Linked DNA regions of Mus musculus: all the other regions are linked to region 1. A link is a contact called in public promoter capture Hi-C data. All regions are on one chromosome and are shown on one strand. Each heading gives the region's core, a stretch centred on a gene start, on an enhancer-like site or on the middle of the called end of the contact. The rest is flanking DNA. Distances are from core to core; before and after follow the strand shown. Region 1 holds the start of Fhit (fragile histidine triad gene). Region 2 holds the start of 2610318M16Rik (RIKEN cDNA 2610318M16 gene). Region 3 holds the start of Pdhb (pyruvate dehydrogenase (lipoamide) beta). Region 4 holds the start of Dnase1l3 (deoxyribonuclease 1-like 3). Region 5 holds the start of Pxk (PX domain containing serine/threonine kinase).

Region 1 (5,871 bases), core at 745-3,244:
ATGAAAAGAACTGAGCAAAGTCACTCTTCGTATGGATCAACAGTAAAGCTTTGCTTTAAGCCCATGATTGGGATGTTGCGGTTTAAGTCTGCAGCCCCACATACTTACTGAAGCCCCTGGATTCAAAGAGGATCATGGTGTGGTCCACTAAACTGCTGTCCAAGCCTGGGCTCTTCTCAGTTCTTACATTGCCATCTTCCCAAGTCTGTGTTGCTGGGGGTACTAGGAGGAGATCATAGAGCTTATCCATGCTCTAGCTCATCTTCTTCAACTATGGCTGACAACCTGCAGCGGAACAAGCCCAGTTGCCATGTGTGACATTTAGATGATACAAGCTTAAGCTTGTTATTACGGAGGCTGAAGTTCTTTTCAGTCAAAGCCCCATTAATAAGAGAAGTTAGAGATGAACTCAAAGGGAAGCTTGAGAACAACTTTATTAGAATTTAGAGAACAATGCAGGCTAGGTAAGATTTGCAAGAGATACACCCCAGCAGCCATAAGGACCAGGGAGATGGAAGCACATCATTGTAATGGAAATGCACAGGCAGCTAAATGGCAAAAGGAGAGGTGGCTTCAGAGGGAGAGTGGAAAACCCAGAGAGCAAGGGAAGCCATTCTTAACCTTTGTCCAGTATCAGTACAAAAATAAAAGACAGTAAGTTACACTTGTCTGAGTCAGAAAGCAGCCCAGCGATGCCATGTGCTCTCCCTCCACACGGGCAGCAGTGTCCCCTCAGTGGGAACAATTTCTAGGAAGGACAGGCACAGTGTCTCACTGATGGGGTAATGATCCCTCTAGTCTCCTTTAGGATAGCCTGGAAGGTCGGGTCTCTCTACCCAAAGCTAGAGAAAGAACTTAGAACAAAGATACCGTCACTTTTCCATGTGAGACTGTGAATTCCAAAGCCGATGTTTACCTGTCTTGTGTTACCTGGGAACTGGAGATTGGAAGTGGTTTCTAAAGCTTTAGTTCTCCCAAACCGACCATACAAACCTTTTAGCCCCAGTAGTTTTTCTGGGCCCTGCTGCAAATCAGTGAGGGCAAAGCTAGAGTAGTGAAGAACCAGCCTGTTTCCATATTTGTCTTAAAAGCCATCTTATATTAAAGAAAACTAGGTTTATTCATGTTTATGATTTAAACTTATGTCTCAAGAATTGGGGCCGTGCCTGACCTGTACCCTTAACTACAAATGGTTCTGTTCTCTGTGTTTCAGGAATGGCAACCATATCTTTGTTTCAGAAGTTGTTTATTATAAACTACCTTTGTTCAAAAGGGTTGTTATAGCTACCTTGGCATGACCACTTTGTAATGCCCGAGTTGCCCCCACAGCTTTGTTTTAGGAGACACTACCTTGTCCTGTGTATGTTCTGCTCATGGAACCTAGCCTGTTTTGCCTGCCAAATTCCCCATTTTGGAAACCCTCTACCTGTGATCTATAAAAGCCATGTGTGTCTTCCTCACTTCCAATTCTGACCTATTGAACCCCTGCTTAGGGGGAGGCAGCCTGTACACATGAATCAAAAGGCTTGCTTTAATACATTTCTTGTTTTAGTCAATTTGGCCATGATGATTTGGGTCTGTGGTAGAGATGTAGGGGAGGGAAAGGCAGAGCTAAAGATTTCTGAGCTCAATCAAAAGCTTAAGTTGCTGAAGTCATTTCTCTTGTTGGTTTGCACACCAGAGGCAAAGTGCCTCAGCAGACAGCTGAAGAGCAGGAAGAGGCTCTGTGTGTGTGTGTGTGTGTGTGTGTGTGTGTGTGATCCTTAACCTCCTCACTCAGCTTGCTCCTTCCTGCATAGCATCATTGTTTACTTAGGACATTGAACAACATAATGAAAAGCTCAGGAACGTAAATATGCACACAGTGGATTACCAGGAAATGTGAGCCTCTGCCTTTATCTGTAGAGAAAGGTCAGAATCCTCCGCGAGAGCGGTTTCGCCCCGCCCCCCCACCCTTCACTCCAGCCTTTAACTGCAGCTGATCTTTGATCTCACTTCCTGAGACTCACAGCAGAGGGCTGCCTACCAGTCGTATCTGCTTCCTCCTCTTCCTGTGGATCAGTCCTCTGCTTGGAAAACACAGGTACCCCTAATTCCTAAAGTACAAAAGTCCACTCTGGAGGCTGCTGGGATGGACAGCAGTGTTGGAGGCAGACCTTTTTTGCAGTTATAATTCTCCTTTCTCTGCTCGTGCTGGGGCTTTGTTCGGGCTCTAGAGACAGAAAAGCACACGTGCTCCTCAGCAGAAATTCAAACCGCAACGATGCATACATACTACTGCAGAGGAAGCCAAACCCCGGGGTGGCATGGCCACAGATGTTCTTGGGACTTCCCCTGGTGGTTTCCCAGTGAAATGTGGCCACGTTTTTTGTTATCAGTGTTGAGCCAGTGGAGGTACAGCCCTGCACTGTCACCTTTAACAGCCTTAAGAATTTACTCTGTCTCTTAGGGACCTCACTTCAGACCCAATCAGAATTTGTTGCTTCTACATGGAAAAAGAGTTTTAGGACTAGCCAGGATGGGAAGGAGTTGATGATTGCATTAAAGATATTTTCATATACCACTTTTGTGGCCCAAAATTATGTCTGAGGAGATCACTTCGAAACCTTTTCTTGAAGGCTGGAGAGATGACTTAGTGCTAAGGAGCATTTAGTACTGCTTTTAGATCTGAGTTTACTTGCCTTCTCTTTCATCAGTGGAATGATGACCACCTGTAGCTCTAGCTCCGGACAATCCAATGTCCTCTTCTGGCCTCCAGGGCTGCAGGGATGCACTCACATGCACACACTCACACACACTTAAGTATTTTGTAATAATTAAGGAACACTTTTCTCTTTTCTCTCTATCTTGATGAGTGTGATTGGAGGGCGGCTCTGGAAGTGTGTTTGTTATCTGTGCTTATGCTAGAGAAGGCAACAGTGCAGTAGCACACGAGGGCTTTAGTACAGCCCTTCTCCTGTTTAGCAGGTTCTGGCGAGGTTCCTAGAAAATTGCACGTTTACAGCTGGGGAGTGGAAGAGCCTTCTTTAGGCAGTAGATAATTATGCTGGAATTCTTGCTTCTCTGCTGGGAAAGGCTTCTGACTCATCCTAGGTAAGGTTCTTTTCTCAAGGCCCCATAAGTTTAACTGTCTTTATCCTCCCTTCTCTGTCATTCAAGAGCTCTGTGCAAATGAGTTACCATCCCGGAGTGCAGCCTCATGTGAGCTAAAGTGGGCAAGGGTGCTGAAGAATTTCCACCTTGTCCTTGAGTAGATTCTGCTGTGAGTCTGAGAGCCTCGCACTCAGGAAATTTGGAACTTGATAAATTCATTTCACTTTGGGGACATCATATAGTCACAAATAGGAGAATAGAAGCTACCTTGTCTCGATGTCATAAGAATGAAATGAAATGCTAGTTGAGCATCCATCAACCATGCTGCCCCCTTAGAAGCAATTTCATGGTGGTATTTAAAGAACATTGCTACTACCTGGCTGTGCTTGCCTATCCAAGAACCCATTTCCTTACAGACCTAGGAAACAGCCAGCATTAGTCTCTTTCTGCAATAGGTTATGACAGGGACTTTTGACCTGGATAAGACAGATGCTAAGCATCGTCCCTTATCTCACTTTAAAGATACTGTCTTTTCCGTCCATGGGTTGTTAGGCTTTGGCGTGTGTTCTAGGACATAAAGGGCAAGAGTGGTGTATAAAGGAGGGAAGAAGCCACAAGGGACAAAAGAGACAGCTGATGAAGTTCATGGTCTGTTGGCAGGACAGCATGGAGGTTGTGGATGTGTGATTTTTTTTTACAGTATTGACTGTGGATTTTACTTATCAAGTTTCTCTTCTATGTTTTATTTATCATATATATTATAATTATAAAGTCCCTATGTTATTTATAGACATGTCTACAGGCTAGTGTGCAATGGGTATATTCAATAAAGAGAAAAGGTACTACTTATAAAATACAAAGTGAATCTAGCCTGAAATTTTTGTTTAGAGAATTAAAATAAAAAGATGACTCTGTGTATGTGTGTGTGTGTGTGTGTGTGTGTGTGTGTGCAGAAAGAGACTACTTCAGAGTGCTTTGAAATTGGAGATTTTTTTTGCATATATTTTTTGGAAATTGTTAGCCTATTTAATAGTGGTGATTGTGTTGTTTTTTGCTTTTGATTCCAAATGATTACTTAAAAAAAAACAAAACAACAACAGAAAAACCTATGCACTATAAACTAAAAAAGAGACTTGCAAGTCATATTGAGTATTCAGCAGAAAGTAATCACTTGATTTCCTCTGCCCAAACAATTCTTTGGTTAAGGACCTAACTACAAACTCCCAAAACCCACATTAAAAAGCCCAGTGTAGTGTCATACAATTTAAAATCTTAGTATTGTGGAGGTAGAGACCTGGATTCCTAGCAATCTGACCAAGCCTACTTATCAAACCCCTTGCTGGTCAGAGACCTTGCCTCAAAAAAAGTTGTTGGCACCTGAGAAATGCCAGCTGAGGTTTACTTCCAAGTTCCACATGCAAGAATATGTATGTATACTTCCACACAAACACACACATGCATGAGAGCGACAGACAGACAGACACAGACAGACAGACAGACAGACACAGAGATACAAGGCAGGGGCTGGGGGAGAGAGAGAGAAACATTGAGAGAGAGACATTGAGAGAGCTATTGAGAGAGTGATCTGGTTAGAGAAATACTACAGGTTATACTCTGCAGTTGTAAGTGGATTTTAATGCAACAAACCTTCCATAAGTTCTATAAGAAGAAACCCACGTGGTCAGCTGATCTCATTTCTTCCCAGCACTTTTTGAACATGGGATGCTTTCTTTAAGTAATGTCTGTTAAATCTTCCATAGCAACCTTGGGGAGTGTTATCCTGGTATAATTTAGAAATGAAAAGCAAAAAGCAAAGAGATGATGTATCCTAGTTTGCTAGATGGTGAGTCTCTTATACTCTCTGCCTGTGTCACAAGTTAAATATCATTATCTTGTACTTGAAGGGGATGCTAAGGAAAGAGAGTTCTTTCTCTAATGGTCTTATGTGGGGTTCTAGGTAACTTGCTTTCTGATCTTTTCTGCATTTTGTATGTTTTTGTTTAAACCCTCTCCTTTCAGCCCAGCATACTTAATAGTCTTGTGTATTGTGTAACTATATGACTCCATTGTAATTATAATTGTCTTTTTTTCCAAGCCATAAGCTTTCTCTATTCCATCTAAAGCCTGCTTTTCTTTCCTTTCCACCCCCAGGACTCCACACTAGCAGAAACGCCACTGTCCTTTGTTCTTCATCTTGAGGATACCCCAGGGGATAACTTGGACGATCTGATTTTTACTCTGAGTATATGCAAATTCCAGCATACTGTAAAAATTTCCCACATTCTCCTCAAAAGCCTAAGGACTTCTGCATAATCTGTTCCTTAAAAGAAAATTAATTGATATTAATTAATCTTTCTCCCCTGGATGACATTTTTTTCTTGATCTCTATGTTGGTAATACATCATTCAGTGTTCTTAATAACAGTTTGTGGTCCTGCCACTTATTCACTGGAGTTATTAACTTCCCAAAGTGCTTCTGCTCAGGATGTACCTTCCAGAGAAAAATTGCAGGTCTTGCTTGCCAGTCGTCTGTAAGCTACAGCAGCCATTAAGCGTCCTGAGCTCTTTGGGATGGGTGCCCCCTTTTCTTTCTTCTTGGTTGACAGTAATTGTGAATTCACTGTGGTTGGGTCCAAAAAATATTTGTCAAAACAAGCACAAGGATGTTGATCAAGTAGGTTGAGGGTTTTTGTTGTTTTGTTTTTTTTATGTAGGTGTTACGTCTGGTCTCAAAGAGTTGTCACTGTGCTGAGTGAAGCTCAGCTGTGAAGGCTGTCCT
Region 2 (6,197 bases), core at 2,027-4,526, 2.1 Mb after region 1:
CACTGTGGAAGAAAGAAAAGGCAAGGAGATGTCACAGGCAGCAGGCAGAGATGCTGTGGTGATACTGTGATCCCACAGAAAGACTAAACATCCCTATGGGAATGATACCAAGAAGGAGCCCAAACTTAGAGTAGGGACACTGAGCCCTGTATGCAAGATGGCAGGGTGGTCTCAAGCCCACAGCCCTTCTATAAAGGGTGACCTGCGGCCTGACCCCTTCCACAACAGGTAGATAGTATCACCTCTTTTTCAAAAAGAGAATTAAGACCCCCTACACAACCTTACAAGCAGCAAGCCAGTCTGCCTGACCCCCAGACGTGGCATCTTTCTCAGTAGAGCGCATTCATCACTGTTTGATTCTTCCATGATCAGCCCTTCACATACTGCCCAGCCCCCTCTGGCAGGTCATGTCCCTCCCTGTTGGGAAAGGATACATGGAATTGACCCCAGACTTAACAGAAGCAGATCCAGGGAGAGATCTTAGCCAGTGTCTCTCCGTATCAGTAAAGCATCTGATTGATTGGTCTTGCCTGGGTCATATGCTAACTTCAAAAGCAACCACAAACACCAAGAAGGCTGGTTGTCAGCCCCATGTGTCAGGTTAAGGTAACATGATGAATGTGCCTCTATTCAGGACCACATGGACATGTTTAACCTTGACTTCCAGGGCCAGAGAAGTCTTCCCAGAGAAAGTGGGTTTTTTACTAGGAGTCTTACAAACTAAGATTGCTCCAGAGATAGACTCTTAGTGTGCAGACCAAGGACTTAGTTAATGCAAGTTCCAGGAGTGTTCCAAAGTGTAACTTGTCACAGTCATTCCCCTGTGCCTGGTGTGCCTGGTGCTCAGCCTGGCTTTGATGTTCAGCAAATGCTCCAGGAATAAAGTCCACAGTTTGTTGTGTGGCCTTAGAAATGACTTGGCCTCGCTGAAGTGAGACTGCGCCGGATTCAATTCATCCCATCCCTGAATATTTGTTGAGCATTCCTCAATGCTTATGTGGTCCTGGACCTACAGTCACAAAGCTAGCTGGGGAGAAGAAAATGTCAGAGCTTGTAAGCTGATCTGGAGACAGAAATCATTAGAGAGTGGGGGAGGGACAGGCCAAGGACAGGGAGGGCTTGAGTGGCTCTCTGGTCAGGGCAGGAGAGCACAGCTCACAGCAGCTGGGGGCCTCCTCACAACCCTCCCTTTATTCCCTCCCCCACACCCTCTCTACCTGTTGTGTATTGTAGAAAATGCTACAATTGGATGAGCACTGCTCTGCAGTTATATCAGTGCCCTAGGCCACTAGGCCTGGCTGCATCTAGAACGAGGAGACCTCTCCCCTGAAACTTTGCAACCCTAATGACCAGTTGTGACAAGGAAGCTTTTCTCACATATTGATGGCTGCAGAGAGAACTCTCCTTCCCCACACATGTCACCTACTCCTGGTGCTTTTTTTCCTACCCCCACCCCAGAAGCATGCCAGCCCTAAGCTCAGACCCCATAGCACCCACTTGGCCACCAAGATGAGCTCATTGGGGACTCTGGAGGTCAGGGAGCTCTTTGGGTGTCAGGTGGTAGCCAAGAACTCAAGCAGGTAGGATTTCAGGCTGGAGAACCCATGGCCAAGACAGTACTGTGTGCTGCTCTCCACCCCAACCCTGAAACCAGATCCTTCCAAGCTTGGCTACCCAGCCAGAGTCTTCTGTGTGCCCTGGCCCTCTCTCCTCCCCTAAATAATGTTGCCTGATTTTCAGGTGTCTGAGTATCCACCAAGACTCCTCACTCTTCATCTCCTCCTCCCTCAAACCCCTGCCCGTTACCCTCCACCTCTGCTTCTGTTTCATTCTTAATTTTTCCTTCCTCAGCCCTGGCTCAGGTCTGCTTTTTTTGCACACTCTGTTACTGCCCATGTCTGTCCTATCCCAGCTCTGACCGTCTACCCTGGCTGCCCCCATACTACACAGTAGTGGCGGGAGGAGGGCGGGGCCAGGATGTCCTTTAGTTCTCATCTGGGGGAGCCTCTGAGCCACAAGGCACGTTCCAAGGACCCCCATGCCATGACAATATATTTTATATCTGAAAAAAATGGCATTTGACTCTCAGGGGAGTTAAAGGGTCTGTAAAAGCTTGCTTTCTTTTCTTTTTTTTTTTTTTTCTTTTTCTTTTTTTTTTTTTTTTTTTTTTTGTAAAAGCTTTCTTGAGGGGAGTTATAGGTGGAAGGAGCAGGCACACAACAAGGTAACAGCTCAGATCCCTGACTCTGGAGCCCTGCCGGAGGTGATGACAGTAGGTCTTCCCACTGGAGGGATCAGCAATGTTACCATTGTTTAAAAGTGAGGGTAGATCCAGCCTCAGTCCTCCTGTATAGACAGACACAGAGAGAGCCGCAAGGCTTGACCTGATGCAGTCAGGCTTGTGGGTGTGTAGTTCTGTCTCCAGCCTTACCCGAGTCCTTGGCAGTTGGACACTGGAGACTGTTGAAAGGATGTCTGTTAAGATAGATTCTTGGGAGAAAAAAATTAGGGGGGAGGGGAGGAAGGGAATGAAAGGTCACTTGCCCCAGGCTCCATCCACCCAGCCCCCCCCCCCTCCTCTCCTAAGCACCAGCTGGCCTCCAGGAGACTCAAAGCTGGCACATTTCTGGCAACTGCTCAGCTCCTCAGGACAACACTGAGGGCTTAAAAGAATGACCCAGACCCTGCCTGGGACACAAGAAGGGAGAAAATCCTGGTTTCAGCTCTCCTCTGAAACAAAAAGTACAAGAAGTCAAACCCTGAGGGGACCCAGGGACCCTGTAGCAGCAGATGTGTGTCCAAATCTGTCCCCTTCCTTCTCCCTGCTGAATGGCCTTGGGCTTAACCATAGTGAGTTGTCCTTACAGATCCATGAAAAGAGATATTCATAAGGCACCTGGCAGAAGCTTGCCTGCGGAACACCTGTCCTGCCTACTACTATCTCCACACAGCAACAAAAGTCACTTCCTTTTACTGGTGCTTTGAGTGGCTGACAGCCCTGGACAGTCAGGCAGGAGTGGGGAAGAGATGGAGAAAGGGAGGGAGGCAGGAAGAGAGAGAGCGGAGAAGGGTGATAGGTTTCATAAAAACAGTATGTTTTGTAGCGCGCCCGTGCTGAGGCATCCCTCCCCTCTGAGGTACCTGCCAGGCCTGCTAGTATAGAATAGAGTTTATCTGGGGCTTGGGAAGCAAGGTTGAGAAGGGACTAGAGTCAGAGTGTAGGCAGGAAAAGAATGGGGGAGGGGGGCAGGAGGGGGAAGATGAATGCAAGGAGAGAGGGGGGAGGGAAGGAGAGAGAGTGAGAAAGGGGTCAGAGAGAGCAAAGAAAAGCAAGCAGGTCGACCTGGCTGTTGCTAGGTAACTGTTGGGTGGAGCCTAGAATGCTGCCATGATAACAAAGGGAATGAAGGTAAATCAACTATGAAAATCTACTTGCTAATCTCTGAGTCATTAGGTGAAATACAGGATCCCTGGAGATGTTGAGGTAGAAGGGACAAAAGTGGCTCCTCTGCTCACAGGGCAGGTGAAAGGAATAGTTCCAGCACCCACTCTCATCTTCAGACCCTAGAGGTCAGTTTGCAATTGTTTTGTTTTTTTGTTTTGTTTTGTTTTGTTTTTCTGCACAGGTTAACGCTGACCTGACCGCAACCCATTCTTCACTTCAACAGGATGAGAGTGGCAGGTACCAGGGATCTGCAGCTTTGGGGGGGGGGGGGGGGGTTGGGGAGTCGGCTCTAAAATTTGTTTGGGCTCACTTTGCTATCATCAGTGTCTACCTATCCCAGCCTCAGAGATGGTTCAGTATCTCTTGTCTAAGGCCCCAGCAAGAACTCCAGGAGGACATCACGCAGGGAAACCTGGGAGAACAGAGGACAAGACCTTATCCCTATTGGTGTGTCCAACCTTTGGATACTGTGACATAACTGTGTCATCTACAAAGTCCACACATTATAACCACTAATAAGTTACTATAAATAAATACATAAATAAAGCTGTGTGTGTGTGTGCGCATGTGTGGCACATGTGTGTGCACAGGTGTGCATAGATGTCAGAGGTAATGTCAGCTGTTTGCTTCTCAATCTCTGTTTTTTGAGACAGGGTGTTTTATTGAACTTGGAATTCCCCAGCTCTGAGACCCCCAGGACATGCTTGTCTCTGCTCACATACATCTTCTGGTAGTGCTGAGGTCAGAGATCCCTGGACTGACTCTGACGCGTATGCTGGGGACCTGATCTTAGGCCTTCATACCTGTGAAGCCAGTTCTTTACCCACTAAGCCACCTTTCCATTCATTTAAAAAAACCAAAAACCTTTGAATGTTTTTAAGTTTATGATTTTTGTGATTTCATGTGTTGGGTCACAGTTTTAGCTATCCTGGGCTGCCTGTGTCCCGCAGTTTGGATACATCTACCGGCTGGGCGAGCTGTACCACTGCTGTCTCCAGTGGCCCCCTCTGCCTAGAATCCCAGCTTAGAAACACCTGGCCAGAAGTCAGAGGCCGCATACCAACCTCAAGGATGGCTTTGCAGGGTCCTCAGTGGTGAGACAAAGGTCTTTAGGGCACACACTCGTCCTGGACCCCTTTGTACAGGCATTGAAATGCAGAGTGAGTGCAACACACACACACACACACACACACACACACACACCCCATTTATGTTCCCTAGCAACTCTGAGAAGGCGTGGCAGCTGATTGGGAGTCAGCTTACTTACTTTCCTGGACTCCAACCTTACTCCTTCCAAGTAATCATGGGAGTGCAGCTATCTCTTCGAGCCTCGGTTTCATCATCGGTGAAGTAATATATTACCAAGCACAAAGATTTAGTAGATGAGTTGAGATCATCTGTTTTAAAGCTGTCAGTATAGTACTTGCCACAGAATGGGTGCTGCCAAGTGTGGACTGGGGCCCGAGGGGAATTCCACTTTGCGCCAGAGGACAAGGAGTATCCCCTAAAGCAAATGAGACCATATGGTTATGCTTTCTGGTCCTTGCAAGGCAAAGCTCTTGGTATCCCTCCATGTATGGGATTGCTCCCCAGTGTAGGGGCTGGAGTCACTAATGCCTGTAAGCCAGGGGAGGCTGGAGAGCTGTATCCTGTTCTGAAAATGCTGAACCCATCCACCCACCCATCCATCCATCTACCCACCCATCCATCCATCTGCCCACTCATCCACTCTTGTACTCATTATCTATCCATCTTTACATACATACATGCATACATCTGTTTTTCTTTCATTCGTCAAATACATATTAATACATGCTCTGTATACAAAATAAAACCCTTGCCTTCAAAAACATCCTGTTCTAGGAAGTAGAGTTAGATAACATCCAAGTAGTATGATGATGATATTTAAATAAAAATAGAATGATGTGAGAGAGGCTAAATGGGGAGAGGTTGCAGCTGGAACCGTGGAGGCCAGAGGCCACAGCAATAGATGTCATCATATCTATTCTTTAGGATTGACTGACTTTAGCTGAGAGAGGGTGAATTCCTGCACACAGTACAGAGGTTATATCCCTGAGGATTCTCTCTGGGCAGCTAACTAGACCCCAAGGAGGAACACTTTCAACTCATTTACAATGGCAGTTTGGAAGGATTCACAATATCTGATCACCAATCTCACTGACTGATCCCAGCATGGACTCTTGTGTGGTCTCAGCACAGTCTCATGTCGTGGACATGATCTGTACACATGACCGAGAGTCCCCCACCCCCGCTGCCATCATGTTAGAATTTGGTAAGAACTCAAACATGAACTTTCTACATGGCCTCCTGTTGGGATATGACACATGACCTAACAGAATTTCCCTACTTGCAGGTCTGATCCGTGTTGTGGTCTTCATCTTTACCATAGTCACCATGTGGGTCTTCCTCCGCAGCTACACAAGCTTCAGCAGGAAAACAATTCGTCTGCCACGCTGGCTGGGTGAGTGGGGCTCGTGGCCATAATCCACAGAGCAGGGACTAGGGTGCTGAGGACCTCTCTCCTGAGGTGAGCCAGGAGGCAGCCAGATGTGATGAGCTGGGCACTGGCATTGTGGGATATGGATAAGATTCCTGGACTTCCAGGAAGCTATGGAGAGCAGAGAAGTATTCTAAGACCCTTACCTAAGGCAGGACAGAGGGAAGGAAAGAAGGAAGCAAAGAAGAAATAATGTTGTCTAAGTTGCGAGTGAAAAAGTAATGCTATCTGAGT
Region 3 (5,483 bases), core at 2,435-4,934, 2.3 Mb after region 1:
ATGATGACCAAAACCAACTTGGACGAGGAAAAGGTTCATTTGACTTATACTTCCATGTCCCAGTGCATCACTGAGGAAAGTTGGAGCAGAGGCAGGAGCTACACTAGAACACTGCTTACGGGCTTGCCTTCATGGTTTGCTCCAATTGCTTTCCTATTCTAGTCCAGGGATGGCACAGTCTACAATGGGCTGGGCCCTCCCACACCAGTCCAGAAAAATCACACCACAGACACGCCCACAGGCACGCCCACAGGCACGCCCACAGGCCAGTCTGATGGGCAAATTCTCATCCTCAACTGCGATTCCCTCTTCCTCTAGGTGACTTTAGTTTGTCTCAAATTGACAAAAACTCACTACTACAAAGGAAAAAAAAGAGTCCATGGGGACTAACATCTGAAATCAAGGGGCTTCATGGGGGATGCTGGTAAGCACTGGGTGTCCCTGAAATGAACCAAAAGTGTAACTGGAATTCTGTTCGTGTTCTCTGTCACTTACAGAATAGGCAGAAACAGGAATTGATCTTAAAACTGTGCCTTATTCAGAGCTGGGAATAAGAGAAACTTAAGTTAAAGAATCTAGAAATCTGGATTATATTTCACCTCTACCAGCAGATTCTAGCAGGATAGTGTGTGTGTGTGTGTGTGTGTGTGTGTGTGTGTGTGTGTGTGTGTGTGTGTGTGTGTGAGAGAGAGAGAGAGAGAGAGACTCTGGAGCTCAGGCTTGCCTGCCCTGCTCAGGGGTCAGCCATATTTCTGAGTCTTGTGATGTCTGCAGGATAGTGTGTGTGTGTGTGTGTGAGAGAGAGAGAGAGAGAGAGAGAGAGAGAGAGAGAGAGAGAGAGAGAGAGAGAGAGACTCTGGAGCTCAGGCTTGCCTGCCCTGCTCAGGGGTCAGCCATATTTCTGAGTCTTGTGATGTCTGCTTCTCCCTCGTTGCTGATGTTCTTCACTCTGGGGATATTTGGACTCAGACACACAAAACAATGAAGCTCAAGTTCGTTTCCTCTGGTTTCCACCTTGTAATCCTTCAGGGACGTCTGCTTTGGGAGAGGGGTTAACGCAGACCAAGAAAATCACTAAGTGTGTGAATGAAAAATGAGATAAAAGGAGAACATGGCTATGCCTCAAGTGTGGAGAAGATGTCTATTGTAGACATAGGGAGAAAGCAGGCAGAAGGAAGAGTCCAGGCTGAACATGGCCAGCAGAGTAAACTGGGCTGTGAGAGGAGAGAGGGGAGGAAGAACAAGAAAGGACCTGGGAATAAGAGACTCATGTAGCCCAAATGGCTGTATTATATAGGGATCAGGCTGGGGACAGGAAGCCCAGCAAATGGTAGGGAGAGGTTTAGGATAGGAGGTGGGGTGAGAAGTGTTCAGAGGAGTCATAGGTATTAAATGAGACTTGTCCTGGGCTTGAGACTTAATACAGTGTATATGTACTAAGCTATTAATATGGACAGGCGGATTCTCTTTTATATTAGAGCAATCAAGTGTGTCTTTATGATATAGAACACAAAATGTCCCTTTCTGTTCCCTATCAAAAAGGACTAGACCCAGCTGGAACTAGAAGGATTCCAAGCACTGGCTGTTTCCTCCATTGCTGGAGGTAACTGGAAGCTTGAAGTTGTCAGAAATAAGTTTGGGGACACAACGAAAGAGACCAGCACTTCATTTGAAGTGTCTGGACAAGGTGAACTTTACTCCTGATCAAGAGGGAGTTCTCAGAAAGAGGGAATACACAGGGAGACTGGGAGTGCGTTTCATCTTCATTCTAACTCAGGCGGTGATTGTTTCTTTTCCGAGTTGGCACGAGTCTGAAATCACAGTCTGATGCAATGGCTATCCTTAGATGACTCAGCAATCAGGAAATGCAAGAGGAAGAGGAAAGGAGTGAAAGGAAGGCCCATTGCCCCAGGTGTTGAATTCCAAGAACAAAGCAGTGGGCCTTTGCATAAATTATGCTTAAGGAAGATTCAAACTTTTTTTTCAACTTTTTTATTAGATATTTTCTTCCATTTACAATCAAAAGATTCAAACTTTTGCTCAAAGCTAGGTGTGGTGGTCCATTCCTTTAATCCCAGCACTAGTAGGAGGCAGAGGCAGACAGATCTCTGAGTTCAAAGCCAGCCTGGTCTACATCAATTTCCAGAATGTCCTTTGGTTACATGAAAGAGTGTCTTTGTTCACATATACTCTGAAGTTAGGGGACTCTGATGTAAGCAAACTTCATAGTTTGAATAGATGAGAACACTAAAGCCAATGTAGTGAATGCAATATTTAAGTTGCTAGTAAATAGAATTTGGAACATTTAAGCCATAGAAAAATAGTGGTAAGAAGAAAAACTATGGACTGGTTGGTGGTAGCATAAACCTTTAATCCCAGCACTCAGAAGGCAGTAGCAGGTGGATCTCTGTAAATTCAAGGCCAGCCTAGTCTACAGAGAGAGTTCCAAGACACCCAGGACTACACATAAAAACACTTCCTTGTGAGGAAAAACAAAAACCAAAACCACTTACATTAAAGTTTTTCAAGGCAGGAGAGGGGATTTGAAGTCCTTGTCCCAAACACAAGTTTATATAATTTTTGATAGAAAGACTCATATTGGGGCTGGTGAGATGGCTCAGTGGGTAAGAGCACCCGACTGCTCTTCCAAAGGTCCAGAGTTCAAATCCCAGCAACCACATGGTGGCTCATAACCATCCGTAACGAGATCTGATGCCCTCTTCTGGTATATCTGAAGACAGCTACAGTGTACTTACATATAATAATAAATAAATCTTAAAAAAAAAAAAAAAAAAAAAGAAAGACTCATATTTGATATATCTCACATGGTGACCACCTGATGGCAGCAATGAGGGAGGTTTGGAAGGAGGTGATCCCATACCTCAGTGTCCTTTTACAGTCGATGAGACTGAATGCAGAATATAAAGGCCACATCTAAGTATCTATTCTCAACTGTCTCTTGTCCTGCTAAAGCTATGTTTCAGGCTTCTCCAGTCCCGGTATGCCATCTAAATTCAGCAAGATCAGAACAACCTCCTCACCTCTTCTCGCCTGGATGGAGATAATACAAACAGAAACCACCTAAAAGCACTTATCAAGCACACATCACAGTACTTGGCACACAGTGGACGCTTAGTGCCTACATGAAAGCTATTGTTCACATTCAATTTACAGCGCCCTTCATATAATGGTAGGTTCACCCTCCACTGTTGTGTGTGCAAGATTCACACGTTGCTCAAAGTCCTTCAGTGCCCGCAAAGGGGTGGCTTTACGGTCCTAGCAGCCTCGGTCGGATCAGGCTGCACTGACTCAGTCCCAGCACGTGAGCAGTCAGCAGTCAAGTCTGAGTGTAGGGCGTGTTAGGTGCATGACAGCCTCTGCAAGCGGTCTGCAAAGTTATCTCCAGTGCACCGGGTCAGAGAGGAACAGCAGCCTCACGTCACCTCTGCTGGACCGCGACTCGCTAGGTGGGCGGGGCTCGCAGGCGTCGAAACTAGCCGTTGGCTACGCATGCAGAGGCGGGGCCCAGAGGGCGCGCTCTGCCAAAGCCTGGGGGCGGGGCCTATGAAATAGCGCCTTGCTATTGGCTTCCTCAGGAAGACGGGACTCTCAGTTACCATTCTATTGGCTTTGCCGAACAGAGGTGGGACGTAAAGGTGTCACGCCCTACTATTGGCTGCGTCAGACGGGCTCTGCGGCGCTTCTGTGTTGTCATTCGGCAGCTAGTAGAGGACACGGGCAAGATGGCGGTGGTGGCTGGTCTGGTGCGGGGACCCTTGCGGCAGGTAGGTAGCGGCCCCTAGCGCGTCCACTGTAGGCCCTGTGCCCTTTCTGAACCCTTTTTTCTCTCCCTTCCAGGCTTCCGGGCTGCTGAAGAGGCGTTTTCACCGCTCGGCGCCCGCAGCGGTGCAGGTAACCGGTCCCGACGTCGGGCAAGGCCGGGAGGGAGCCCTGGGGCCCGGGAGCAGGCCTGAGAGATCGGGGTCGTGTCTGCCCCAGGGCCAGGTGGCATCTTGGACCCTGACAGCGGCCGCGTCCTGCGGATGATTCGCGCTGCCTCTGTCCTCGCCCGGTGCCATTCATATTGGTAACCATCCCTTCGAGGCCGGTGGCAGTCGAACAGACAACCACCTGCTTTCCTGACTTTTAATCCCCACCCTGGAGTTGTGGTAAAATGTAGCTTTGAAATCTTATGTGTTCAAATGTGGCATCGAATGAATTCACGGTCTACACTGTCAACTTCCAGAACTTTACACGATAATAATTCACACTCTTTCGGCCGCTGTTGTATTGTACTTTTCTGGCTCTTTTTGAGTTCTTGTTTTAGAGCGTCATATAAGTTGAATCTTTTGTTCTTTTGTGTCTGGCTTATTTAAAAAGGTTCATCCACATTGTAGAATACATTCATCAGAATTTGTTCCTTTGGAACGTTGAATCATATCCTTTGTACGTTTTATTTATACATTCATTTAAGGGTGGTTTGTTTCTATCTTTTGAATTTGTTACGGTGCTGAGAACATTGGCTTGCAGATACATGCTTTTTTTGGCATATATATATCTAGAAGGATTTTATCAGTCTACATTACTGTAGTAGCATAGCAGCACCTGCATTGTGGATGTCAAGTGTTGTGCACTAGTGAACGCTTAATACTTAGTCGTAGTTAGTATCCATAGTTAGACCTTCCTTGCTAGTTCTCTAAGTCTTAGTACTTCAAGTGTATTGGTAAAACAGCCTGGCATGCTTCCTCCGTAGGAAACTGCCTGGGAGCTGGTTTAGCAATCGCTCAGTTTTCTTGCCCGTGCATATGAAGCAGTAGAGCAGAAGTGTTCTGTAAGCTTGTCACTGACGCCTAGTGAAGATTAGTTGGCATAAGTGGTACTTGTTACGTTCTATGTGTGTGAGCATGCACATTGTGGTCAATGTGCAGGGGATCCGTTTCCTCCTTCCGCCATGTAGGAAACTGGAGATGAAACTCAGCAGGCTTGGCCACCTTGCCTCCTCAGATTCTTGGAATGTGGGCTGCCTGCATGAGTGTTAAATTTATGTGTTATGTTGTGGGCAGTGTAGGTAAGTATAAGGAAGGGGGTTTCCATAGTCTCCTGAATAATCCTGTAGCATGTTTTCTGTTTATATACTTGTGACAGTTGACAGTTCGTGAAGCTATTAATCAAGGTATGGATGAAGAACTAGAAAGAGATGAAAAAGTTTTTCTGCTTGGGGAAGAAGTTGCCCAGTATGACGGTGCATACAAGGTAACTGAAATAGATAAACTTTATGTAAAATTTAAAAGTAGCCATTTGCCCTGACAACCACTTGGAAGTGATGTGGTTAAATCTTAATTGTAGGTTAGCAGAGGCCTGTGGAAGAAATACGGTGACAAGAGGATCATCGACACCCCCATCTCAGAGGTGCACTCTCTGGACAAGCTTTGGGGGGGCTGGTCAAGTATTCAATTTTAATTTCTATGGACTTTTTCTTAGGC
Region 4 (6,194 bases), core at 2,157-4,656, 2.5 Mb after region 1:
TATCTCCAGAGGCCTTGCCCTGTTTGTTTGCAAGAAAGCTGTGAGAGAAGAGCAATGGAGGGAGGAAAGTGAGAGAGAAGAGCTGCCAGAGGGAGGAACTGGAGAAAGAGCTGCAATGGTATCGTTTGACCGACTGCGCTCTTTTGATTAAAATCTGAGGGACAGTGTTTAGCACTGAGGGGGGAGACGCGAAGGCACAGCCAGCTCATCAGCCAAGAAACCGTGCTCCCACCTGCCAGACGAGGGCGCTGCTTCCTCTAGTTTCTACCCTGAAGGGCCAACGCGGAACTCCGGAATGAGATGCCAGCTGCGGAATTAATGCGAAATGAAGAAGATAGAGTCACGCCAAAGCAAGGTCCCATTTGTGCCCTTATTTAAGATCGATACTCTGTTCACTATGGTTTTTTTTTAATAAATTTTGATTTTTACAAAATATGTAATGAAATTACCTTGATTTTTTAATTTGTTTGGCATTACCTTGAAATTTGTACCCCAAACCAGCATCTTGTTGGCCTCTCCCTAGCCCAGCCTGGCAGATCTAATAATCTATGCATTGCAACATCACCAGCTCCAAGTCACAGACTGGTCAGGCAAAGTCTGAAGTTATACGGGTCTTTTTGTACCTATAAACAAAGAATTAGCCAAGAGAATTCGTTTTGAGAAAGCAAATGAAAGTCTTCGATGTCACACCATAACCAATGGCTGGGCTCAACGCAATGTCTTGTCTCTGACTTTCTGTTCCTTCATCTGAAAACTAGAAATAGCAATGCTTTTCCTATGATATTTTAGAAACTGCTTCTCCAATTCTCCCTCCCTCCCTCCCTCCCTCCCTCCCCCCAACTCCCCCCCCCCCCCCCGTGTTGCATATGTGATGAGTGTGGTGAGTGCAGCATGGGCTCATGTGTGTGTGTGTCAATAGATGTGGAGGGCCAAAGAGTGTGTCCAGTGTCTGCCTGGACCACTCTTCACCTTATTCCTTTGAGGCAGGGGCTCACTGAGCCTGGAGTGCTCACAGTTTTTGGCTAGACTGACAGCCAACAAGTCCCTGTCTCCATCCCTCACAACCCTGGGGCTATAGGTATATATGAGACCACGCCCAGTCAGGCGGGCTTAGTGGACCACGCCTTTAATCCTAGCACTCGGGAGGCAGAGGCAGGCAAATTTCTGAGTTCGAGGCCAGCTTGGTCTACAAAGTGACTTCCAGGACAGCCAGGGATATACAGAGGAACCCTGTCTCGAAAAAACAAAAAAACAAAAAAACAAAAACAAAAAAAACCACGCCCAAGTTATTACACAGGTGCTGGGCTCCCAAGTCAAATCCATGCTTGCATAGCAAGTTCTCTTGACCACTGGACTGGCTCTCCAGTTCACAGATAACAATATTTTGTTCACACAGATGAAAGGCTAGGCATTGTGCTAAGTTAGCGTTTTAGTTAAAAACTAACTTTCACAGCTGTACTATATGGGAGCAAATATTGCCCATTTTTAAAGTGAGGGAACGGTCACAGAGGTTTAGTTATTTGTGTGTGGTTGAACAGCCAGTAACTGGAAGCACACTTGCTCTGACCTCCACACCAACATTCTCAACTAGACTGATCTAGTGTTAGGGGGGTGTTACACCTGGGGCTGGAAGCAGGGGTGAGGAGTGGAAGGGGCGAGAGGGAGGCAGTGGGAGAGGAAGTGTGCATGATCTGGAGCACCTACCAAGAAATATGGCCGTTCTGCCAAACAAGAGCCCCTAAGGGGATGGAGAGGTCGTTTGCTTGGTTGGATGCTTGCTAGCATGCTTGGGGCTGTGGGTTTGACCTCCCAAAGCACAAGAAGGGGGAGCAGGGGCCCTCAGAAGGTGAAGGCAGGAGAATCCGAAGTTCAACGTTATTTTTGGCTACATACGGAGTTTGAGGTCAGTCTGAGCTAGGGGTCCTGTTTCAGAAAAAGAGAAGGAGAAAAAGGAAATTTCAAAGAATTTTGAAAGCATGACACGTGAGCCTTCTCTTCCTATGGTGGTTCTCTTCAGTGCAAGTACAGCCTGCGTATACTCTGTCCTGTGGGGCTGAAACTGAGAGCCTGTTTCATCAGCTGGTACAAAGGGGTCCACAAGAATACAGCTCCCACTGTGAGAGAATAGGGACTAAGAGAACCAGATATGAATGATGGTGGCCTAGAAGCATAAATTTAGGCTTCCCAGATACTGAGTTTCTACACGATAACATCTTGGGGTTCTGTTTGCTTGTTTATGCGTATGGGTGTTTTGTCTGCATGGGTGTCTGGCACCCTGTGCATGCCTGGTGTCTGTGGAGGCCAGAAGAGGACCCCTTGAACTAGAGTTCCAGACCATGATGAATGGCCATGTGGGTGCTGGGAGTTGAATTGGCACCCTCTGAAAGATCATTCGGTGCTCTTAAGCTCTGAGCCATCTCTACAGCCCCTAGTTTCAGGATGTTTTTATAGGAACAAAACAAAAGAAAACATTGGTGGGAATACCAGGTAGGTGGCTTCAACAAAGCAGAAAAACCCATGTTATTGGCCTTAGTTGCCACCTGATGACATTCTTGGATTCCTGGTTAGAGGGAGCTAGGGCTCTGCCCATGTATTCCAACAGGGGTTTACCTGACTGTCACAGGATGTGAGGTCAAGCACAGGTGTTGGCAATGGGTGGCCTTTAAAGGGCGCTGAAGATGGCTGCAGGAGAATTTGAGTTTTCAGTCAGAGCGGTGGTATTAGCCAATCAGCTTTGTAGGATCTGGAACGTGGGTGCGGCTCCACCACCCCATCCCTGGTGCTTTGGTTTACACACATGAGTTTTGCTAGAATTACACAACGTTAGCTTGTGCTTCTCACCGCAAGCCTGAAGCTGCTGATGAGATGTGATGACACAGTAGTGTGTGCATGTCGCAGGATTGCTGTCTGGCTGCTCACACATTGCTTCGCACAGCTGCGTCAGACACTGGAAACACCTGTTTGGGTCACACGACCCAGCCCTGCCCACCCTGGGACTTTCCTGCTGGCTCTTTATCTCTGCTGCCTCTGAGGGCCTCAGCCTGTGACGCTTCTGCTCCTGGGATCTCCACCTCACCTTCCTCAGATGCCAAGGTATCCTTGCTTCACTGAATTCAAACTAAACCTGACCTTATGCACCCACGGGGACTGCTAAGGAGACACTGCATAGATGTGTCCAGTGGTGACTGTTCACCAGGTCTTTGTCCCCCAGCAGGTGGCTCCACCAGTCCAGTTCCTTCTGTGTGAACATTGCCAAGCTCATCAACTCTCAGGGAGAGGCCCATGGCTACCACAGGAGACATGCCTAGAGATCAGAGCTAACCCCACCCCACCCCTGCCCACTGAGATTATGAGTGGCTTTTAAGGAGGCTGGTTTGTAAATGCAGCATGACGTTTTCCTCATGAGGACAAGAAAACCAGAGGCCTCTCTAATGGCTAACCCATTACCTTCATTTCCTTGGGGATTGAAACGCGTGATGGTGAGTTCCTCAGAGAAGTGAAAGTGACCTAGAGGGATCCAGTAATTCCTGTTATCAGCCTGCTTTATAAGTCAGTGAGCCAGGCACTGTCTTCATCCAGCCTGAAGTCCCAGGAGTGCAAAGATGTCCCTGCACCCAGCTTCCCCACGCCTGGCCTCCCTGCTGCTCTTCATCCTTGCCCTCCATGACACCCTGGCCCTAAGGCTCTGCTCCTTCAATGTGAGGTCCTTTGGAGCGAGCAAGAAGGAAAACCATGAAGCCATGGATATCATTGTGAAGGTGAGTCATGTTCCTGTCCTGGACACCACTCGCACCTTCTCCCAGCTGTGGACTCCAGGGGTCTGAAGTTGCCCTGGAGGTGAGGGGGAGGTAAGGACAGGCTTAGAAGGTGGCTAATGATGATGGTCACTCCATTACCATCATCACTCAGCTCTGGGTATTCTCTGTTCCATCTTCAGACTGGGTGGATCTGTGCTTCCCTCGGGGGTGTTGCAAGTTTGCTTGAGCAGGTAAATGTGATGCTCTTGCCAGAGTCTGGCTGGCAGTCAGTTCCAGGTACCGGCTGCTGTTCTGACGGTTTTAATTGAACATACTGAATGTCTGTGTCAGTCACTGTAAATACATAGTCTCATTTGTCAACTTTTCAAGCAAGGGCTGTTGAAGAGAATGAACTCAGAAGGGCTATGAGGTGCTGGGGAGCTCCAGGGGCTGGTGGTGAGGGAGCTGGGGCAGCCCTGCCTGCCTCCTCTTCATAATCTTGGTGAAGCAGGGGAGCCCCCTCCTGGCGCTCTCTCCCTCCCTCCTCCCCTCCCTCCTGCGTTCTCTCTCTTTCTCCCTTCTTCATTCTTCCCTTGCTGTCTCTCTCCTTTCATCCTTTAATCCCTTCATCCCTCTCCCCCATTGATTCCCCAACTCTCAGTTCTGCTCTGTCTCCCTTTACGAATATTTCTGTCCTTGGGCAATATGACCTGTCTGGGAAAGCTGCTTATAGTTTTCTGGAGCCAACTGACTCTCTGTCCCATGGGTTTTGATCCTGGGACTCTGTGGGGTGGCTAGTACTTAAAAACAAACAAAACAGAGTGGGATTGGGGTTTGCTTCCTTTGGTAGGATGCTTGCTTTTTATGAAGTCCAGAGTTCTATCCTCAGCCCTGCACAAACCAGGCATGGCGTCCAACACCTGCAATCTCAGTACTGGGGAGGTACAGGTAAGAGGGTCCAAAGTTCAAGGTCATTGTTGGCTGTAGAGTAGATTAAAGGTCAGCCTGGTCTACACAAGACCCTATCTTAGCACAACATGACACACACACCACCACCACCACCTCTACCAGTAACAGCAGCAGCACCAAAGGTCCCAGTGTGTGGTGAAAGTGCCAGCAGCCCTGGGTTCAGACCCCATCTCTCAGCTGAGGGAGCTCAAGGTCCCCGCTCTTCCTGATACTTCACGTAAAGTGGGTGTGGCCGGTAGTGCTAGTCGGTGAAGCCCACCTGAGGCAAGCTGAGCCCAGCGGAGGACACTGCTGTGCTACTGTCCGGCAGAAGACCTGCTGGGCTCCTGCCAAGATAGTCCTGGGCCCCAGGTGACAATGCCCTTTAGGTGACAGCTAAGCACCTCTGGATGTGTTTTTAGCAGGGCAGCTGTGCTAAGCCAGTGGGAACTTTGACACCACAGCTTAATGGAGAAATCTAACACGCAAGGAAACTATTTCCCAGCATCTTCACACGTGGCCCAGGGACCACGTGCCTATCTACATTCCTGACTTATTCAACCCTGAAAGTTTTGCTACACTCTTGGGGGCTGTGTTCTGTTCTCGGGTGGTTCTGGTTCTCCACACAGCTTCTTCCCAGAGCTGAGTGAGTCCCACGAGGTCTGCTTAAAGCTTTTGCCAAAACTTCATCCTATCCTCACAAAGCCAATCTCCCCAAACTCTCAGAGCCGTCTAACAGAACAGTGGCAGTTGACTCCAAACACCTGGTGCTCAATCAGGATCCTTAGTGCTTGTGAGGATCAAGGAGAAAGACACATTTGCCGCCCAGAGAATGCAAGCAACGTTCTTTGTAGCAGAGCATTCAGGTTAGTGGTGTAAGTGTGCCATGAGAAGGGCGTTGTGTGACGCTACAAGTTAGGGTTTAGGCAGGGCAGTGGTGGCACACGCCTTCACTTCCAGCCTCCCCAAACTTGGAAGGCAGAGGCAGGTAGATTTCTGTAAGTTCAGGTCAGTCTGGTCTACAGAGCAAGTTCCACAACAGCCAGGGCTATGTAGAGCCTGTCTTGAATAAAAAAACAAAAACAAAAACCAAAAAAACCCTCCCCTGAAAACAATCCAAAACAAAACAAAAAGTAAAAACAGAAGTAAAACAAGAAGTGAGAGTTAGAAGAATATTATCAGTATTTCTTATGAAGCCTATGCTGGTCAAACTCTCTATGTAACCAAAGGTGACCGGAACTTCTGATCCTCCTGGCTTTACCTCCTGAGAGCTGCGATTAAAGGCATGTGCTATCACCTGGTTTATGTTGGAGACTGGTGTGCAGCAGGCAAGAATTCTACCAACTGAGCTGAGTCCCATCTGCTCTGTAGTCCTCTGCACATAGCCCTCTGTACAGCTGCTTCCTCTATGGTTCAGTGAGCATTGGTGACCTGAACAGCAAGAGAATGTGAGTAGTGGGGGTCTAAACTTCAGATCCCCTTTCTGGCCACCACACTCAAAAGCCAAGG
Region 5 (6,089 bases), core at 2,845-5,344, 2.4 Mb after region 1:
AGAAAAGGGCATTTGATAGACTGGACCTGGAGATAGACAGTCGTGAATCGCATGTCAGTGCTAGGAATCCAACTTGGGTCTTCTCCTCTGAACTACTGAGCCATCTATTCTGCCCCTCCTGATCAATTTCTTGAAGCTAAAACCACTGTGCTCCATTGAGGGAAAAATGTACAAAAGAAAACGATTCCAGCCCAAGCCAGGCAATGACTCACCAGCCGCCACACAGGCGGCCAGCGCTGCTCATCCAAGTGTGTCTTTTTGGGAAATGACTTTGTGTTCCCTCATCTTCCTGGTGTCCGCGTCTTCTCCACACAATTTTTCCCTTCATAAATCCAAAGTCAGACTTACCCTATAATTTTGAGCTGTAAATTCTGTTTTCTAAGACAAAACAATTTGACAAACTAAAGCAACTGTGGATGGAAATGAGCTTCCTTGCCATAATATACTTAAAAGTGATTAGCCCTCTACACCTCGGTTGCTAGGAAATAAAGATGGAAGAAAAGAACAACCTTACAAATACTTCATAAAGATTTTTTTTTCACCCTTGTACCAAGGAAACAGCTGAGAGCATGCACTGATTAGATCTACTTACATGACCAAACTAAATTAAAAGGAGGGGCCTAGTGGTTCATGCCTATAGTGGCTATTCCTGGTTGCCAACTTGACTATATCTGGAATGAACTACAATCCAGAATTGGAGGGCTCACCTAATCTGGAGGCTGTTTGACCTGGATCTTGGTATGGAGATCTTGAGGCATATTGGCTATGAATTCCAGAAGACAGGGAGATCTCTGAGTTCAAGGTCATCTGGGATTAAAGGCATGGTGACACACACCTTTAATCTGTGCCACACCTTCTACTGGAGACCTACATGAGGACATTGGAAGAAGGAAGATTTACTCTCTCCTTCAACTGCTTGCTTTGTGGGACTGAGCAACTGCTAGGTCCTTGGACTTCCATTCACAGCTGCTGCTGACCACTGTTGGGAGTTGGACTGCAGACTGTAAGTCATCAACAAGTTCCCTTACTATATAGACACTACCCATAAGTTTTGTGACTCTAGAGAACCCTGACTAATCCAGCGCTGATAACATGTCTGTAACCCCAGCATTCAGAAGGTGAAACAGGAAGACCAGGGTTCGAGGCCAGACCCAGCTACATCAAAAATGAAAAAAGTTTGAGACAGCAAGATGGCTCAGCAAGAAGTTAAGGCACTTGCCTACAAGCATGAACTGAATTGGACCTGATCAGGCCTAGCAAAAGGAGAAAGCTGACTTCTCACTACCACACATTCACAGTAGCAGGCAAGCACCCTCTACATACACATGACATACATACATACATACATACATATAATAATATATACATATATAATTTATAAAACTTTGAGTGAGCTGGGTAAACACCCTGGATGGAATCTCTATTATTTCCAGGCCAGACAGAAATACATAGTACTGGATACATACATACACCTCAAAACAGAGAGGAAAAAAGTTTCAGTGACTTGGCCAAAGTCATGTGACTGACACACATGTTTCCAGACCTATAGTCAGCTTGACTCTTCAAACCAAAGGGCAACTGCTATATATGTTAGCATTCCTTCCAGGCTCTGCCCCAGTTACCTGGCAACAGCCAGGTAATGCCTTGCTTACTATAAAAGGGCTGTTTGGCCCCTCTGGCTCTCTTACTCTCTTATTCTCTCCCCATTCTCTCCCTGCCTCTTCTCTCTCTCTCCCATATTTCCCTCCCCCCCCCCCCGCCCCTCCCCAACACACAAGTGTTCCTGGACAGCCTTTCCGATTTTCTCTCTCCTTCTCCTCCTCTTCCCTTTCTCTCTGCCTTTCTTTGTCTCTACTCCCTTCTCAACTCCCCTCCTCATGCCCTAAATAAACTCTATTCCACAGTATATCTGTCATATGCCTGGTACCTCAGGGGAAAGGGGTGCCTCAGCAGGGGCCCACAGAGACACCCCCTTCCACCACACCAAACCGCCCACACTTCTACCAAACATATCCTGACTCTTTCTTCCTTTTTAAAAAAAAAAAACACAAGATACCCTCCATGTGTCTCTGTCCATAGCCAAGGAGTGACTTTCTAGAAAGCAGTATTTTGAAGGGTGCATCTTGACCTCTGAGATCTCCACAGCCAACACACTGTAGAGCCACCTTCCATCCACCCAAAGGAGAGCAATGCCTTTCTCTTCGCCCACACACCACTTTCAATAACTACTTCTTTCCAAAATAATTTCCAACTGTTCCTGTTTTCAAGGGACCTACTCGTAACTCATCAGCAGGCCAAGAAGTTTGTGTCAGTATCTGCTTTTTCTCAATAAAGTTTAGGGCTGAGGCAACATGCCTCAGTCGTCCACGTCACAGCTAAAACGGCAAGAGCACAGAACAGTCAAATGTTACGCAAGACGACACTCTGTATTCATTCCACGTCTGCCTCTCTGGGTCTCCTGTGAGTCACTGTCTTTTCTGTTCACTCATCATTATAAAAACTGCCAATTTTTTGCCCTAAAATTCCTTACACTTGTTTTAATGACGAGTTCTGGAGTGACTATGGAACCCATTACATCTCTCACCTCCACACTGACCTGTTAGCAGAAGCCAGGTTGTTCCGACTTTCACAACCATCTCTACACAAACAGGAAACGGGGCACAGTGAGGTTGCAATCCATTCACTGATCTGTTCAATCGACACATATGAGATGCTATCAGACAGAGACCCTCCTGTCAAAGCTTGGAAGAGAGGAAATTACAGAACCATCCTGGTGTCCATACTGCCTAGGGTAATAGCTACGCAGGAAGGAAGGCTTTCTAGAGGAAGTGGTCTCTGAGCATCCATCTCTTTAGTATTAAATAGACCTAAAACACCCTATGAGGTTATAAGACTTACTTGCCAGTAATCCAGTCAAAAAACATAATTTGAAAGAATTATTATTACCTTCCATAAACATGGCCTTAAATACTCACTTTGCAACAAATTACAAGCGCAACAAACTCATAGATTTTTGGTGCCTTTCATAAGTTTCTACAATAGGACTTAGGATGTTACCTACCATTGGGAGAAAAAGTGCATTTTTTAAAAAAAGACAGTCATTTCTCTAAGTGAGAATAAATGCTTTCAACAATCCTGACCTACAAAGCAAGGCTGTCGGAGAGGTAACAGGGCTCTAAAAAGTCCTGCTTTAATACATCAGAATGAAAGATCTCTTTGACTAGCGAAGAATTTGAACATACACACACAGAAACAGAGATAAACACACAGGGAACGTCAGAAACAAGAGACAGAGACAGCGAGATGGAAAAAGAGACGGCGAGACAAAGAGACAGAGACACAGAAGGCTTTTGTGGGGCTTTAGCCTCCAGATGATGAACCCCCAAACACTGCTTGATAAACAAGACTCTGGGCTGGAATCTGATTTGCTGGCCTGACAAAACATTACAATCTCAGGAATCCCAATCCCACCCCCACCCCATTCATCATTTCCTCGATCAAGTCCTAGAGGCTACAAGCTCCCCGGTTTTTACTGGTTCCTAGGGTTTACTGCTTGTAAATTACAAGACATAGAGCACCTTTCCAAAAGGAAAAAGGGGGGGAAGTACCGGCAAATGAAAGCAAGCGTGGCTTTAAAGCCCCATAAAAGACTGCATGTGGCAGAAATGAACTCGCCTGTGCGTACTACGAGCACCGAGGGCTCCCCTAAGCCACTCCAGGGGGTCTGGGATGCGCGGGCACGCCGCCCCGGCCGCGGCCCGGCAGGAGGGAGGCAGCGGGCTCACACACCTGCCCGGCTCCGGTGCCCGCGCCCTGCCGCGCCGCGCCGCCGTCCGGCCTTCGCCCGGCCCCCGCCCTCGGCCCCGGCCTCCCGCCCCAGCCGCGCACCGTGTGCGACTGCAGACTCTGGCTCGCCTCGACGGCCGCTGTCAGCGGCACCGTGTCGTCCAGCAGCACCTTGCCAGCCGGCGGCTTCTCCATGAAGGCCATCCCGGGCCGCCGCCGCCGCTGCCTCTGAAGCCGGGGCAGGAACCGGAGGCGCCGAGCCCCGCCACCCGCCGCGTCCCGCCGCCGCTGCTGTCAACGCGCACCGCCCCGCGCCCCGCGCGCCGCCGCCGCCCGCGGGTCCTAGCGCCGGTCGTCTCTGCCTGCCGGCTGTCAACACCAGTCTGCCCGACCTCGCTGGGTCCTAGCGCCGTTCTTCACGGCAGGGTAGGTGACTGCTATCGTCGTCCCATGGTTGCAGTCAGAGGCATTATGTCCCTTGCTCTCTTGGCGCCTCCTCGCCCCCGCAGCGTATACTCAGTACTGTGAGCTCCTGGCCTCGGGCGAGGAGCACAAAACTAAACCATTACCACCACATCTCGCACTGCTTCTCTGGACTCTAACAGAACTGAGCTTTTCAGATGAACCGTTCAGAAACTCAGGCTGGTAGATTTGAGACCCTACTGCTCCTAATCACACTTTCCTGCCCAAGGACCTTAGGACTCAGGATATAACAAAAAACAACTTCAGGGTGGCTTCTCAGTCTGAGTTTATAGACCAAACTTTGTAAACCAAATCTGGATTCATGTTTTAAACCTGGATCTTCAGGAGAACCTAGGTGCCACACTCTCATAACTGGATCCCACGGGGTTTAGTTCCTAATCTTTAAACAATAAGCTTTAAGACAGAGGTGGAAAAATAAAATAAAATAACTGATGCAAAGATTTCCCTGCTTGTATGCTTGGTCCTAGCTCACAGTTGAGCTTTAAAGTCTTTGAAACCAAAGAACACTCAGATCTCTTAGACGGTGAGAATATTTGGTCGGTCCTAGAACAGGCTCCAAGAACCTCAAACTCAGAACTATCAAACTTGATGATCAACTTGTCAGTACCAAATCTACCCTGCTCACCTTAACCCAAGACCACAGCCTTCCAGGATAATAATGAAATTAAACTTAGATCAGATGACTAGGACCCTGTTGAGGGTCTGTGTGATCTTGAATAAGTCTCTCTCTCTCTTTCTCACACACACACACACACCACACACACCCTGAGACCTCACTCTTCCATTGGCAAAACTAAGTAAATGCCATGTAGAATGTGTAATAGGAATGCAATTGGACAGGAAGGAACTTTGCACATATTTAAAATCTCAAACAATATGCATTCCATCCTGACAATTCACAGAACAGAGATTTATTTCTGCTTGTTTCCACTGAATTTCTATTATTTTATTCATAGAAACCAAGCTTCTTTGTGCATCCATCACCACTGCGATGACATCATAGCAAAGGTCTAGATTGCTCTTGACGGTTATTCTCTTCAGAGTTCAGGCTTAGAGATTGCTGGGCAACCCCAAGGAGCCAAGTGACACCAGAGTGCCTTCAGGGGCCAATGCTCAGAGGAGACCTGGGGATCTTCTTAATTTAGCCCTAAATCAATGAGACCTCTTCTTGCATCTCATTTTTATTCCTATGTGCTTTAGAGCAGTAATCCACTAAAGCCAAACCATGTGTCACTTTAGGACGGTTCCACTCCTTTCCTCCATTGCTTTGTTTAAGGACAGGGAGTATTTAATTGTCAGAGGAACAGAAACACAAAGTCTGCATTATTACTCTGGTCATGGTGGGGATCCATCAAGGCAAGGCCATGTTCATATTTCGTTGGTGGGAATATAAAGTGGCCTAACCCTTATGGAAGGCATTAAGTCACTCAGTGAGTATTTACTGATTTACTGAGAACCTACCATGTAATAAGCTGAGTGGTTGTGCTGGGATTTAATAATGCATATGAAAGGCTTGACCACATCTCACCTTGAGACTGCGATTCTATCTCTAAGAGGGCTATACTTAAGAAAGCAATGAGAGCTTCACACAGACGTATACCATGTAAAGACAAGCACTTAATCCCCAGTATAAGATTATACAATCATGGGCTGGAGAAATGGCTCAGCAGTTAAGAGCACTGACTGCTCTTCCAGAGGTCCTGAGTTCAATTTTCAGCAACCACATGGTAGTTCACAACCATCAGTAATGGGATCCGATGCCCTCTTCTGGTGTGTTTGGAGACAGCAACAGTGTACTTAGTGAATAGTACATGGATAAA

Evidence for each region. Promoter capture Hi-C pulls out the DNA fragments that hold promoters and counts their contacts.
Region 2: a promoter capture Hi-C map of hippocampal neurons shows a contact between it and region 1, with 3 times the contacts expected there. The contact joins the promoter of 2610318M16Rik here to the promoter of Fhit in region 1. A contact is called at or near these places in 2 of 39 promoter capture datasets (embryonic stem cells and hippocampal neurons), 1 of 115 datasets of contacts at active chromatin or transcription factors (embryonic stem cells) and 1 of 9 other capture datasets (embryonic stem cells).
Region 3: a contact with region 1 is called in a promoter capture Hi-C map of pre-B cells, with 3 times the contacts expected there. The contact joins the promoter of Pdhb here to the promoter of Fhit in region 1.
Region 4: a promoter capture Hi-C map of pre-B cells shows a contact between it and region 1, with 4 times the contacts expected there. The contact joins the promoter of Dnase1l3 here to the promoter of Fhit in region 1. A contact is called at or near these places in 1 of 39 promoter capture datasets (pre-B cells), 1 of 115 datasets of contacts at active chromatin or transcription factors (thymic regulatory T cells) and 1 of 9 other capture datasets (pancreatic islet).
Region 5: a contact with region 1 is called in a promoter capture Hi-C map of pre-B cells, with 3 times the contacts expected there. The contact joins the promoter of Pxk here to the promoter of Fhit in region 1. A contact is called at or near these places in 3 of 39 promoter capture datasets (the C10 cell line and pre-B cells), 1 of 484 Hi-C or Micro-C datasets (CD4 T cells) and 1 of 115 datasets of contacts at active chromatin or transcription factors (large pre-B cells).

The regions. Positions count from the first base shown.
Region 1 is chr14:10,449,581-10,455,451 of GRCm38.p6, reverse strand. Fhit (fragile histidine triad gene) reads left to right here and starts at 1,994. Exons shown (of 7, transcript NM_001308286.1): 1 at 1,994-2,083.
Region 2 is chr14:8,364,519-8,370,715 of GRCm38.p6, reverse strand. 2610318M16Rik (RIKEN cDNA 2610318M16 gene) reads right to left here and starts at 3,276. Exons shown (of 4, transcript NR_151471.1): 1 at 3,142-3,276; 2 at 2,897-2,998; 3 at 2,432-2,475; 4 at 1-2. It overlaps Oit1 (oncoprotein induced transcript 1), which reads left to right. Exons shown (of 10, transcript NM_146050.2): 2 at 3,627-3,682; 3 at 5,820-5,927. The coding sequence starts at 3,670.
Region 3 is chr14:8,171,193-8,176,675 of GRCm38.p6, reverse strand. Pdhb (pyruvate dehydrogenase (lipoamide) beta) reads left to right here and starts at 3,684. Exons shown (of 10, transcript NM_024221.3): 1 at 3,684-3,785; 2 at 3,859-3,912; 3 at 5,146-5,253; 4 at 5,347-5,409. The coding sequence starts at 3,744.
Region 4 is chr14:7,991,394-7,997,587 of GRCm38.p6, reverse strand. Dnase1l3 (deoxyribonuclease 1-like 3) reads left to right here and starts at 3,406. Exons shown (of 8, transcript NM_007870.3): 1 at 3,406-3,758. The coding sequence starts at 3,603.
Region 5 is chr14:8,096,216-8,102,304 of GRCm38.p6, reverse strand. Pxk (PX domain containing serine/threonine kinase) reads right to left here and starts at 4,094. Exons shown (of 18, transcript NM_145458.4): 1 at 3,889-4,094. The coding sequence starts at 3,990.